2 separate regions of the Mus musculus genome follow, and region 1 is linked to region 2. The links are chromatin contacts, called in public HiChIP or PLAC-seq maps. All regions are on one chromosome and are shown on one strand. Each heading gives the region's core, a stretch centred on a gene start, on an enhancer-like site or on the middle of the called end of the contact. The rest is flanking DNA. Distances are from core to core; before and after follow the strand shown. Region 1 overlaps Atm (ataxia telangiectasia mutated). Region 2 holds the start of Poglut3 (protein O-glucosyltransferase 3).

Region 1 (5,793 bases), core at 1,657-4,156, 52 kb before region 2:
ACACATACACACACTCACAACAATAAAGTAAACAACTTTTTTACAAAGGGAAAAGTAGATTGCATAGTTTCAGCTATGTGCCCTGGAACTAACAGATCCACCTCCTGGGGCCTCCCAAGGTGCGGAAGGAAGGTCGGTGTTAAAGGTGTGCCACACCATATTCCACTTTATTAATGTTCCAAGTCCTGGTCTGTCACTAACCATCTTTAAACACCGCATTGGGATCGTCTTGTTAAGGCAAGGGCTGGGTGGGCGGTTGGTTGTATTGTTGATTCTTGTCTCGGGGGCTGATTGGTCATTTTGTCATTTTGAAAGGTGTGCTCACTCATACACACAAGCACACACCGTGTGTGGGAATCCAGAGTGGCTTGGTTAAGAGGGGTTCTTCCAGATAGTTTGCTTCTGTTTCACCCTCAGGGATTTTACTGACATTTCTTGGCTCCGGAGCTTTAGATCTCAGGAGTAGTGTAGATTCCCGAGAGCAGCAGAGTCTTTCAGGCCGCAGTAGACCTGTTCTCTCTAATCTGTATGCTAATGGGCATAATGTTGAATTGATGCCCCTTAAAATGAAAGCTCGACCTGTGTCTCACTGTGGTGGCAGGGTAAAGGGAGATGGCATTTAATGCTTCTCTTGTGCTGTTTGCAAGCCTAATACCACACGTGTGTGTGTGTGTGTGTGTGTGTGTGTGTGTGTGTGTGTGTGTGTGTGTGTGTGTGTGTGATTTGTATTGTATATACAAAGCCAAACTACTCTTTTGGTTTCTGTAAACTGCTATGAAACTGTTCTGCATTTCAGCTTTCTTGTGTATTTTGTAAGAATTGTTAAATGGATATTTGGCATCTGCTTGACTGCAGTAAATCAGGCGGATGTAATGAACTTAGAATGTCTGTAAGCAAGTGTTGATGTCTTCATGGATGGAGGAAGAAAATTAGCTAATGATGTCTAGCTAAATGAATTTGTAATTTGTTTTTGTAGTTAATCCACTGAAGAGGTTGGAATAGTTGATCCATTCTTCACCCTTGAATAATATTCTGTTAACAGAATATATTCAGATTTCTTCAGTGGCTTTGATAAATCTATGTCAAAATTTTTCAGATAAACCCAGAAGCTGCTACTTGAAAGGTGAAAAAGACTGAGTTAGAAAATCTTTCTGACAGGTTTGAGTGAGACGGGCTGTTACCAGGAGCCCATGAGTGATAGTTAGATTTATAGGTTACTAAGAATCAGGTATTTTCTTTATGCTGAGTACCTGACATGTCTATCAGCAGCACCTCTGATTCTTACAACAAAACTTTGTAATATTCCTGACGGTGCCACAGATTATCTGGAGAAAAATTACTTGCCTGAGGACAGAAGACATTGCACATGTGTTCCTCACAGAAGCTGCTAGAAAAGAAGGAGGCAGCATGTCTGTCTGTCTGCAGTAAAGGAGGCAGCACTCCTCTTCCAGCCCTATGCTGCTGTACCCCTCAAATGGTCCCCAGTCAGGTCCTAAGGCTAAGGTCATCATAGCGTTCAATTAAAACAGGGAAAAAAGGGTGTGTCCCTAGAAATCCATCTCAACTTTAGATGTGATAAAAGGAATAAACGCAAAAAGGAACTTAGAGCACCTTAAGGTTTATAATAACTGTCTTTCTTTTTAAGTAGAAGGTCAGTATGAAATAGAAAATGTGCCATATCAAATGTTTTAGTTGCACCTTAGTAAAATTATGTATGTTATGTAGATTTGTTTAGTGCTAGTAAATGTTTTTCAGTTATGCTGTTTCCTGAATTATCAGTTTGTTTTAAATAAAGAACTGTGGAAGTATATGCTGACTATACAACCGTATGTCCATTTTATGAAATACTTGAGTATTGTGTGTGCCAGGCATGGGGCTAGTTCCTAGGGAGACAACAGTGAGCTCAGAGTCCAGGAAAGAGGCGGGTGGCTGCTGCAGTGGAATCAGTAGGCAGTCCAGGACATTACATTCCAGGCTGTGAGTCTGACAATTTTCTTAATTACCTTGTAACAGGAAGGCAAATGAACACTGTTCTTTCACTTATAATCTAGTTGACTTTTCTCAAATCTAAAAAACTAAAGATCCTAATATCCTAAATGTGGTATTTTATTTTTATCATGTTTTAAAATAAATTCCTTCCTTTTGAGGGTTTCATGTTCCTCTGTGCAGCTTCTAAGCAAAATGAATTTTGTATACACTGTAGTCAACATTTCCAGAAAGGTTGGGTTCAGAATTGGTAAAGATCTCATATAATGAAAATTATTCCTTGGAGTAAAACCCCAACTTTGCTCTAACAGGATGGGTGGTTTTATGTATAGTGGGAGTAAGAGTGTGTAGTTAGTAGTGTATTGTTCAAAAGCAGAAGTTCTAAACCAGGTGATTTTTGCCTTGTATATATTTTTAAACTAAAAAAAAAAAAAATCTTTTATTGTTAGGTACAAAACGGCTGTAACAACTAGGGACGCAACACGTTTCTTTACATGTTTTTTGGTTTGGTTTGGTTTTTGGTGTGGTTTCCTTCTCTTGAGTAGTCACGACGACGGCTGAGTGTTTCACAGTGTTTCTCTTCCTCTCCTGGCTACATGCTATTATTGCTAATCTGCTCTGTCACCAGTCACTTTTTGTCATCACTGTTCCACTGATGGTTAGAGCTCCTCTGAGGACTTCCCTTCATTCCTAGACCTTCCGAAATGTTCCATTCTTACAGTTCTTACCGAGGGGGTCATGCATACTTACATTACATTTCTCCCTAGGTACCGTCATAGTTTTGATAAGCTCTCTCTTCAGACTTTTCTTAGTATTTGAAATGTGTTACTCACCACTGACGTTTCATCCAGTAGACAGAGATAAAGTCTTATTCTTTCTAGAAACGTGCATGGGTTCTTTGGGAGCAGTGGTTCTCAGTTCCTCATGTGGTGGTGAACCCCAACCATAACATTACTTTTGTTCCTGCTTCAGAACTGTGATCTTGCTACTGTTAGGAGTCACCATGTAAATTACCTGTGGTTTGCAGTGGTCTCAGGCGACCTGTGAAAGGGCTGCGACTCACAGGTTGAGAACCACTGTTTTAGGCGATCCTATATGCTGTAAACATTTTTCCTCCCAGATGTTATGCTACTTTTGTTCCTTTGTCCTCCTTTACTCTCGTGGCCGCATCCTCAGCTTGGTGCAGTACAGAGCAGTCATGTTTGAAAGTCCTGTGGCTGATGGCTAGGGCTCAGGCGCCAGTGTGTTCCCTTTTCCTGCAGGGGTTTTGTGAAGCATCTGTGTCACTTTTTTTTTGTTAAAGAAATTCCTTCTCATACCTGGAATACTGTGAAGTTCTGTGGTGAGTGAGCCATTGCTGTACTTACTGAAGATGACCGTTTTTCTGAGTGTGTTACTATCCTGCTCACACTGTTAGGTTTTCTAAGATTAAGTCATCCATACACTTCCAACATCTTTAGGAGGTGGGCCAGTGCAGGGGGGGGGTAGGGGAGGGCATGGATTATGCTCTTTGAATTCATAAAATGGAACCCCGGTGCCGCTTTATGTCCGTGGCATGATACCGTCTCACCATAGAACCCAATGGAGTCCTACGACTTATTTACCTCATATAATGTCCCAGCGATAGTGTGCCATCTTAATACACACGGGGATATAGGCATCTCTTTAAACTCTGTCCCTAGTACTTTTAAGTATAAAACCAGAATGGAGTGGTTGGTCCTTTTGGTTTTGTTGTTGTTAACCTTTTATTTCCCACAATGTATAATTTCTTGAGATTGACAGTATATACCATCAATCCCAGTAATTCAAGAAAAGAGATGATTCGACTTTCTTCCTAATAAGCATATGAAATGAGATATTGTATGCTTTGTGAGAGTTTTTTTCTTTTTCTTTTTAATGCTTTAAAAGCCTAAAAATGTACTCATATTAATGGAATACATTGAAGTGTGTAAGTTGTGTAATGTTCCAATCAGGGCATTTCTCCTCAAGGGTTTTCTGAGGTTGTGTTTGATGTGTATGTGTGTCTTGCCTGCATTTATGTCTGTGTACCACTTGCATGCCAGAAGGTGGGATTAGATTCCCTAGAAATGGAGTTAGATAGTAGTGAGCCATCATGTCAGTGCTGGGAATCGAACCTTGGTCTTCTGGAAGAGCAGTCAGCACTTTTAACCACTATGCCGTTTCTCCAGCCCCAAGTGTATATAGTTTGTTTATGGTAAGACTCTCCACAGCCCTTTTTATCGGGCTTTTGGAAATATACAGAATGTTGTTTTCTATAGCTAACCCAATGCAATATCACTCAGAGCTTAATTTTCTTTTTATTCTAATTATTAAGGCATATTGATATATGTAATATATTGATATATATTAAGGCATGTGCATATATGTAAACTTACTGATCATGTCTGCCCTCTGTTCCCCTGCGGGAGGTGTCCTCCCTGCAACCTCATGCCTTCTTTCATAACTGACAGTAGCTTTTGTACTCTCAGGTCTTTTGCTTCCATGTGACAGACAGCATGAAATAATAACTTTGCTATGTCTGGCTTTTATTTTGCTTAACATGATGCCCTTCAGATCCATTTGCCACAGATGATGGGCGGCATGATTTTATTCTTTTTATGAACAAATAGTATTCAAATATATACACATACATATATACATGCATGCATGCATGCATGCATATATTTCTTTTTCTAGAAGAGGATGCTGTATTGGTGAGAAATATTTAAGTCGCTGTTACCTGCATTAGGACGTGTCTGTCCCTTTATGGTAAGCACAAGTCTTCCTTGCTGAGGACAGGGATGTCTTGCTTTGTTCTTAAGCTTCTTATTTTAGAGCTCACAAGTTTGCAGTGAGATCTTAGGTCCAGATAGGTCAAGCCAAAAATGACTACATGCAGGCTCAGTTTTATCCTGCTTCTAACAAAACTTCGTAAAGGCAGCTGTAAAGGCAAATCCATTCACAGCAGTTACAAGTAAAATACCTTGGAGTAAATTCAGCTGAGGTTCAGAAAGACCTCTACTGTGGAAATTACAAAGCGCTGATCAAAGTCACTGGAGAAATCCCAAGATGGAAAGACTTCCCATACCAGACAAAGAAGTTTGTAGACTGACCAATCCTTTTAAAAATCTGAGGAACATCCTTTAAGAGAACTATAAAATCACAAAATTCATATAGAAAACCAACTTGCCAGTAGCTAACAACAAAACACTTGAAAGGATTGCGAGACATGCTTGAGTTACAATAATGAAAATTTTATGGCCCCAGAGATAAAGCTATATACCTCACTAAGCTAATTCTACACTGATGTTCGGAAAAAAAATGTTTACCTAGGCACCGTTTCCTTATTTCCATTGGTGCTGATAAACTATATCTTAATGCAGAAGATTAAAAGTTGATTCCCTGTGTCACACCCTATACCAAAATCAACTCAAATGTGTCAAGACCTAGAGGTCTTAAGACAGAACTATTACAGGAACACAGGAAATGCAAGATGCTAGTGGGAGTAAAGACTTTCTTGACGCACCCTTAATGCACAGAAAACACAAAAGTGGCAGGTTGGGAATCATACCAACTGAAATGCTCACGCGGAGCAACAAAACTATAAGAATAAGAGAGAGCTTACAGGTTTTAGGTAAAGATACTTGCCATCTATTAATCTACAGAGTCAATATCAAGAACACATTAAAAAAAAACTTTAAAAAATGTTAAGCCATCAAAACCACAAGATGCTGTCATGCTATAAACAATGCACATTATCAAAAACCAAACAAAATGTGTGTGTTGATTGATATGAGGGGAAAGTGA
Region 2 (6,119 bases), core at 3,343-5,842:
CATATATGCCTAGGGTCAGGTGAGTAGTAACACGTACCTTTTAAAATATAGGGAGAGTGAGCCACATGTTCACTGCCATGAAGGATCTCTATCTTGAGCCCTTTATGGGCCGTCTCGTGCATCCTGTATCTCACCAAAAACGTTCCATCATTTCTGTCCAAAGGTTTAGGGACATAAATACGGACCAGCTCTTTAGGTGAAAGGGATTTTACCACTACTTTGAACTGTGTTTGACCTGTAAGCAAACGAAATAGAAATAACGTTGCCATTTCCTGATCATTATGTCTCAGTGAAAGTCCTTTGTCCTGCAGTGTTCATGGTAAACCATGCTCATTTCAGCCTGGAAGATCCTTGCAGACAGCAACTATGTGTGGTCCATCCTTAAGGCAAGGATCTGACTTAACATGGGACTCATCAGTCATTCAATAACAGTGGATGAGAAAATTAATTCATTGAAGAAAGTAACATTTCTCCTACTTGGTCTTTTCTCCTCTGAATAACATTCAAGCAGTAACAGTCCACATTCTAAAGATGATGGCCCTGTGGCAATTCAACTTTCTCCCTGTAAAATACACACACGTTATTTAATGCCATTGAAGTGTCTAGTAACCCTCATTTCTGAGAAAAATGTCCCTTTTTCATTAGATTTGTTCTTTGACAATTTCACACCTTACATAATACATGCTGACCACCCTCACCCTCTCCAAAACCCTCCCACCTTTGCCTATCCCCCTCTCCTTTTATGCAAATCACTTTTTAACCTTCATGTGTATTTGCTTCATTTATGACCCACTTGGTCTAACCAGGGCTGTCTGTGTGACAGTGAATTTGGAATGATCCACAGGAGCCTCGTGGCTCAGCAGTGGGTAAGTGGCAGGTACAACAACTGCAGGCAACTCTCCCTCTGCCAGAACTTAACAAGAATTGGGAAGTGAGGGACAGGGTTCCATAAGATCCTCCCCATTCTGTGATTGACTGTTGGAAGGGCCAGTCATGTGTGGGCCAAGAACAGTAACCTTGGTTATGAGTTCATGGTTGCAAAGGCAGAGTCTACAGCAGTGTCTGAGGAATGACTTTTTCACAGGGGGTCACATATCAGATATCCTGCACTGCAGGATATCTGCAGATCCTTGCATTATGACAGTAATGCAAGACTACAGTTATAAAGTAGCAAGGAAAACGTTATGGTTGGGTGTTACCACAACACGAGGAACTGTATTAAAGGGTCACAGCACTAGGAAGGCTGAGAACTGCTGCTCTGGTCATTTTGAAGCCAGTCCCTGTGTCTTCTGGCTCTGAGATGCCTCCTACTTTCCTACTTCCCCTTCTACAAAGTTCCCCGTGCTTTAGAGAGCGTGACATTTTTCTTTTTAAACTGAATTTTCAAATGCTTTGTGTTTCATCTTGCTGACATCAGAAAGGCGACCCCAGGAGGAGAGATGGCCCATCAGTTAAAAGCACTAGCTATTCCTCCAGAAGACCCAGGTTCCAGTCCCAGCACCCACATATTTATTTTAAGTGCTTCGTTGCCTGGGCCACTGATAGCATAAAATCGAAGTGAGAGTCAGTGGAAAATAACCCTGATTGGGTCTGGCAGAGAAATAAGTAAGTGTAAGTGAGCTTTATAAGGAAGAAAAGGAGAAGCGTGAAATTCTAAATTGCTCAAAGCGGAAGGAATATGAATTCCCATTTGCCCTGATGGCCTTTACAATGGAACGGAATCAAAGATCACCCTACAGTTTCCTCTCCATAAATTCAAATTTATGAAAAAGTGACCAATGAGAAGGTAGTGACACAAAAGGAGCCTGGTAGTGTCACACCTTACTTCAAAGATTCTGAACACTTAGTTTTCAAAACAACCAAAAGCATAAAAAAATTTACTTAGTGCCTACTATGGGCTATATGTGTTCATAGCTATCTATATCCATCTATCTATCTATCCATCTATATACTTTCTAGATCATGCTCTTATTACATAGTCAAGGCTAGCCTAGAACTCACAATCCTTCTGTTCCAAATGCTTGGATTATAGGCCTGCACCATCATACCCAGCTCTCATAAGCATTTTCTATCTGTTTCTTGTAAGACCTGTTAGGTAATTATTGATCTACCCCACTGTACAGATCAAGAAACCTAGCTCCAAAAAGTAGCTGAGGGTCATATTTAAAAAAAAAAAAAAAAACCACCAAAAAACCCAGCAGTCAGTAGGCAATCATAGCTTTGCATTTTAAATAGAATATAATTTTAAATGGAAGAGAATCTCTGGCAATGGGAACCTCGCCTGCCATGACTGAAGGGGCTCTGACCAGTAAGCATGGCTCTGGCAGACCTTGGTTTTCTCTCCCATTGCCTCTGCTTTGCTTAAAAAAAAAAAAAAAAAAAAAAAAGTTGGATTACTTTCCTAAAGCTACGCACCAAGGTCTATCCCCTCAAATGGCCACTTCTTCCTCCTCCTGAAGCTGACTACCAAGGTCCAGCTATCAAAGTATTGAAGTCCAACAATCAAAAGTCCCCTTTGGCTCACCTAATTAATCTGCCCAATTAAAATTAAACACCTCATCCTAACACAAGGTTTTCCCTTGTACCTTTATATTTTTGGTTGTGAGCCTAGCCTGTAACAGCTGAGCCATCTCTCTAGCCCCTCTTATACCTAACTGCCATTTGCCTCCGAGCCATGTCTGTCCCCTCTCTATCCAGAGACAGTCCTGTGTTCCACTCCAGGACAAACACCCTGTCCCCTCTCGTTTGTTCCCTTCCCCTTCTTCCTCAACCCCCATCTCCTGTCTGTCACTTATTCCCTGCCCTCTGTACCTATGTGCTGAGAACTTGGTCTTGGGGGTCCTGAGTCGATACTTTTCCTTTCAATGACCATTTAGTAAGTTTATCAATGCTCACGGCAGCTAGAGGGAAAGCACTGATCTTACATTACCAAATGGAGCATCCCATAAGACCAAAGAGTTACACCCTAGGACTACATAATCATCCAAACAGGTCTGACTTCCTGCCACGGACACACCAGGATCCACTCACGCACTGCAATTTCTAAAAGATATGTTTTTCTCATTATAAAAACATTATGATGTATTGGGGCTAGAGAGCTGGCTCGGTGGTGGTTAGGAGTGCTTTCTATTCTTCCAGCGGACTCATGTTCTCAGCAACTATATTAGGTGGCTCACAAGTGTCTAGAACTATGGTTACAGCAGATCCAGTGCTCTCTTCTGGTCTCTATAGGCACCAGCTCACAAGTGGCATATACAAACACACACATATCCGAATAATCTTTGCAGAACATTTTATTTGGGGAAAAAGATTTTTAAAATGGGGGGGGGGGATCCTTACTCTCCTGCTGTAACCACATGAGTGCTTATCTGGGTTCATTTATTTATTACAGAACTGCAGATACACCATAACACGGTTTGAATCTGAACCATGTTCCACAGACTCCTGTTCTCAACACTTGATCCTCGCGCTCTCTGCTTTTGCGCGGCTGCAAGCCAGTCTAGAAACCCCTCTCAGCCTCCAAACCCGCACTCCTGAAGCTTCCCAGACTCCCTTGGACCTATTGGCAGTTCTTTAATGTTTACACCAGGCTGCAGAAATCCAATTGCAGCAACTGTGCTTTGCCCTGATAGGCAGGTTGCTTATTATCTATTTTCTCAGCAGAGTCTTAAGTTTTCGATAGGCAGACATTGCCATCCTCTTTTTTACTCCAGGATTACCATATACACGTGACTTCTAAGTACGTGAAATTCCCGTTTGCTCGGTGGAGGACGCCAAGGAGTTCTCTGCCTCTTTGCAGGCAAAACAGGACGCCAGATGGGAGCAGCCTTACATTTAGACACAAATTAGCAAATCCTGACTGGCAACAAGTTGAAACCAGCTGGACAAGTCCAGAGAAGCAATCAGATGTGGGAGGAGGGCCCTGCTGAGATTCAAGACAAGCGCCTCCCTTCTCCGGTTCTAGGAAGTTTCCCTGCTTCGCGTGGTCTGCACTGCGGGCCTAAGAAGAGTGGGCTGCTGAGGGAGGGAGGAAGGCGCGCCCTGCAGGCCAGGAAGGGCCATCTGCATCACGTGATGGCACCACTGCGCTCCGTGGGACCCCACAGGCGCCGTTTACTCTACTTACCCTTACATCTGTCACCGGGCGGGACCTGTGGCCCAGCCTTTGGAGTTAGTCACCCAACGGTCCTGAGTGGCACCTCCCGCCCCCGTGGGTGTCAGGGAGGAGGGAAGGGACGCCGATGGGAGGGGAGAGAAGACGACACCCGCAGTGGGGAGATGGCCACGTGTGGGGACAGGGACGCGCGGGGACGGCAACGGGCGCTGACCTGGCGGCGAGCTAGTGAAGTTCCGGCCGTCCGAGTCCACCGACTGCAGGAAGAAGTAGCGCACGGGCAGGACGGCGGCGGCCTGCAACCCAGGGCCCCACGCCAGGCTCCGCGGTGCGCTCACGCGCGCCCCGGCCCCCGCCGCCACCAGCAGGGCGAGCTGCAGCCCCAGCGGCAGGGCCTGCATGGTCGCCGGCTCTCAGCTCCGCTGGCCAGGGAGGAGCTGGAGCGCCGGGCCGAGGGGACACCCGAGGGCGGGCCTCTGGCTAGAGCCGCCCCGGGCGGGCCGGGCGCGCGCCCGGACCCCGACTGGCTCGTGTACCGCGCCCAGGCCTTACGCTCCTAGTCATCCCTACACTAGTTGCCTGAGTTTGCCAGTCTGGAGAAAGGCAGGGTGTGCTTGTTTTAAAATTGTTACCTCTTTTCTTTTTCTTCTTCTTGTTCTTCCTTTTCTTGTTCTTCCTTCTTTTCTTCTTCTTCTTCTTCTTCTTCTTCTTCTTCTTCTTCTTCTTCTTCTTCTTCTTCTCCTTCTCCTTCTCCTTCTCCTTCTCCTTCTCCTTCTCCTTCTCCTTCTCCTTCTCCTTCTCCTTCTCCTTCTCCTTCTCCTTCTCCTTCTCCTTCTCCTTCTCCTTCTCCTTCTCCTTCTCCTTCTCCTCCTCCTCCTCCTCCTCCTCCTCCTCCTCCTCCTCCTCCCCCTTTTCTTCTTCTATATTTTATTGTTTCTCCTTTTGAGAAGGAAGTCTCCCTCTGTATCTCAGGCTGGTTTTGAACTGATGACAATCCTTCCACCCCAGCCTCCTCCAGTAGAGGGAAATTAAAGGTGTGTAAGCCAAGCCACCTTGCCTTGTGGAGAAAACTGGTTGAGTTGGGGTTTTCCCTATGTATCTCCTACTGCCTTGGAACTCTCTATATATGTATATAGACTGGCTGATCTTTAACTCACTGTCATCCACCTGCCTCTGTGTCCCAGGTATTGGGATCAAAGGTGTGCACTACACCCAGACAGAAAAGGGTTGGAAACATGGCTTATTATAAATGCACATCAGGGTTTGGTTTCCAGTGCCACAGTGGAACAAGAGGAATAGCTTCCCTGTGAGGAATTCCCCTAGTCTTTGTTCACACACCGGCCCACCTGTTCCGTATATTTGTGATTGGCAGCCTACTACCCTGAAGTCCCTTATCTTTCGGTGTTTCCTGTGTAGGGCACTTGGGCAGCAGAAGGCAGGGTCTGGGCAAGCGTCTCAGTAGAGTTGGGCACCTATCCTTCCCTGCCCACTATGCCCTGGGCACCCCACTCCTGAGCATCAAGAGCCGGGAAGAACAGCCCCACAGCCCCCGTTTGTTCACTCTTGCTAATTATTTTTTCTTTTTATCTGAGTTTTAGGAACTAATTATTCTTCCCAGGATGAGAAATCTGGAAGAATTCATCCTGCAGAATGGGCAGAGATCTTCCTGGTAGATCTCAACCCAGAGCTTATCAGAACCAGGCCCCAGGCTTTAATTGGGCTCCTGAGCATTTTGAGCTCCGGCCCAGGTCACCAACCCAATTACCAATCATAGGCGAGTATAGAGGCCAGCAGGAAGAAATCGGCAGATGCCCATATGCACTCTACAGCGCTGGGGTCTCAGGTTAGCCCCTGGACGTTATAGACAGCGCTCTTTAGACGCATCATTAGGAACTGGGAATAAGTCACTTGTAAATTGCAGGGCAGCAGTGTAGTGTAACTTAGTGTGATTTCCAATGGCTTGTTTCCTGGGGTCGTTTGCATGCTTTGATGGAACGCCTACTCT

Evidence for each region. HiChIP or PLAC-seq counts read pairs in DNA pulled down with a chosen protein or histone mark.
Region 1: a contact with region 2 is called in a BATF HiChIP or PLAC-seq map of CD8 T cells, with 13 read pairs. The contact joins the enhancer-like site here to the promoter of Poglut3 in region 2. A contact is called at or near these places in 3 of 39 promoter capture datasets (HPC-7-derived erythroid cells, hematopoietic stem and progenitor cells and macrophages), 1 of 15 datasets of contacts at CTCF or cohesin (CD8 T cells), 1 of 484 Hi-C or Micro-C datasets (uterus), 5 of 115 datasets of contacts at active chromatin or transcription factors (CD8 T cells, the SCID.adh cell line, effector CD8 T cells and 2 more) and 3 of 9 other capture datasets (adipose tissue, liver and pancreatic islet).

The regions. Positions count from the first base shown.
Region 1 is chr9:53,433,149-53,438,941 of GRCm38.p6, reverse strand. It overlaps Atm (ataxia telangiectasia mutated), which reads left to right. Exons shown (of 63, transcript NM_007499.3): 63 at 1-1,820. It overlaps 4930550C14Rik (RIKEN cDNA 4930550C14 gene), which reads right to left. Exons shown (of 9, transcript NM_001376944.1): 9 at 4,516-5,793. Among named protein-coding and RNA genes, the nearest start is that of 4930550C14Rik, 31 kb to the right of the region's middle. Within about 2 kb of position 2,906, at least 25 of the 459 cell types and tissues checked have an H3K27ac peak or open chromatin away from gene starts, as enhancers often do. A contact at or near this core is called in CD8 T cells, the SCID.adh cell line and memory CD8 T cells, where this site is marked.
Region 2 is chr9:53,382,496-53,388,614 of GRCm38.p6, reverse strand. Poglut3 (protein O-glucosyltransferase 3) reads right to left here and starts at 4,592. Exons shown (of 8, transcript NM_212445.2): 1 at 4,329-4,592; 2 at 38-235. The coding sequence starts at 4,515.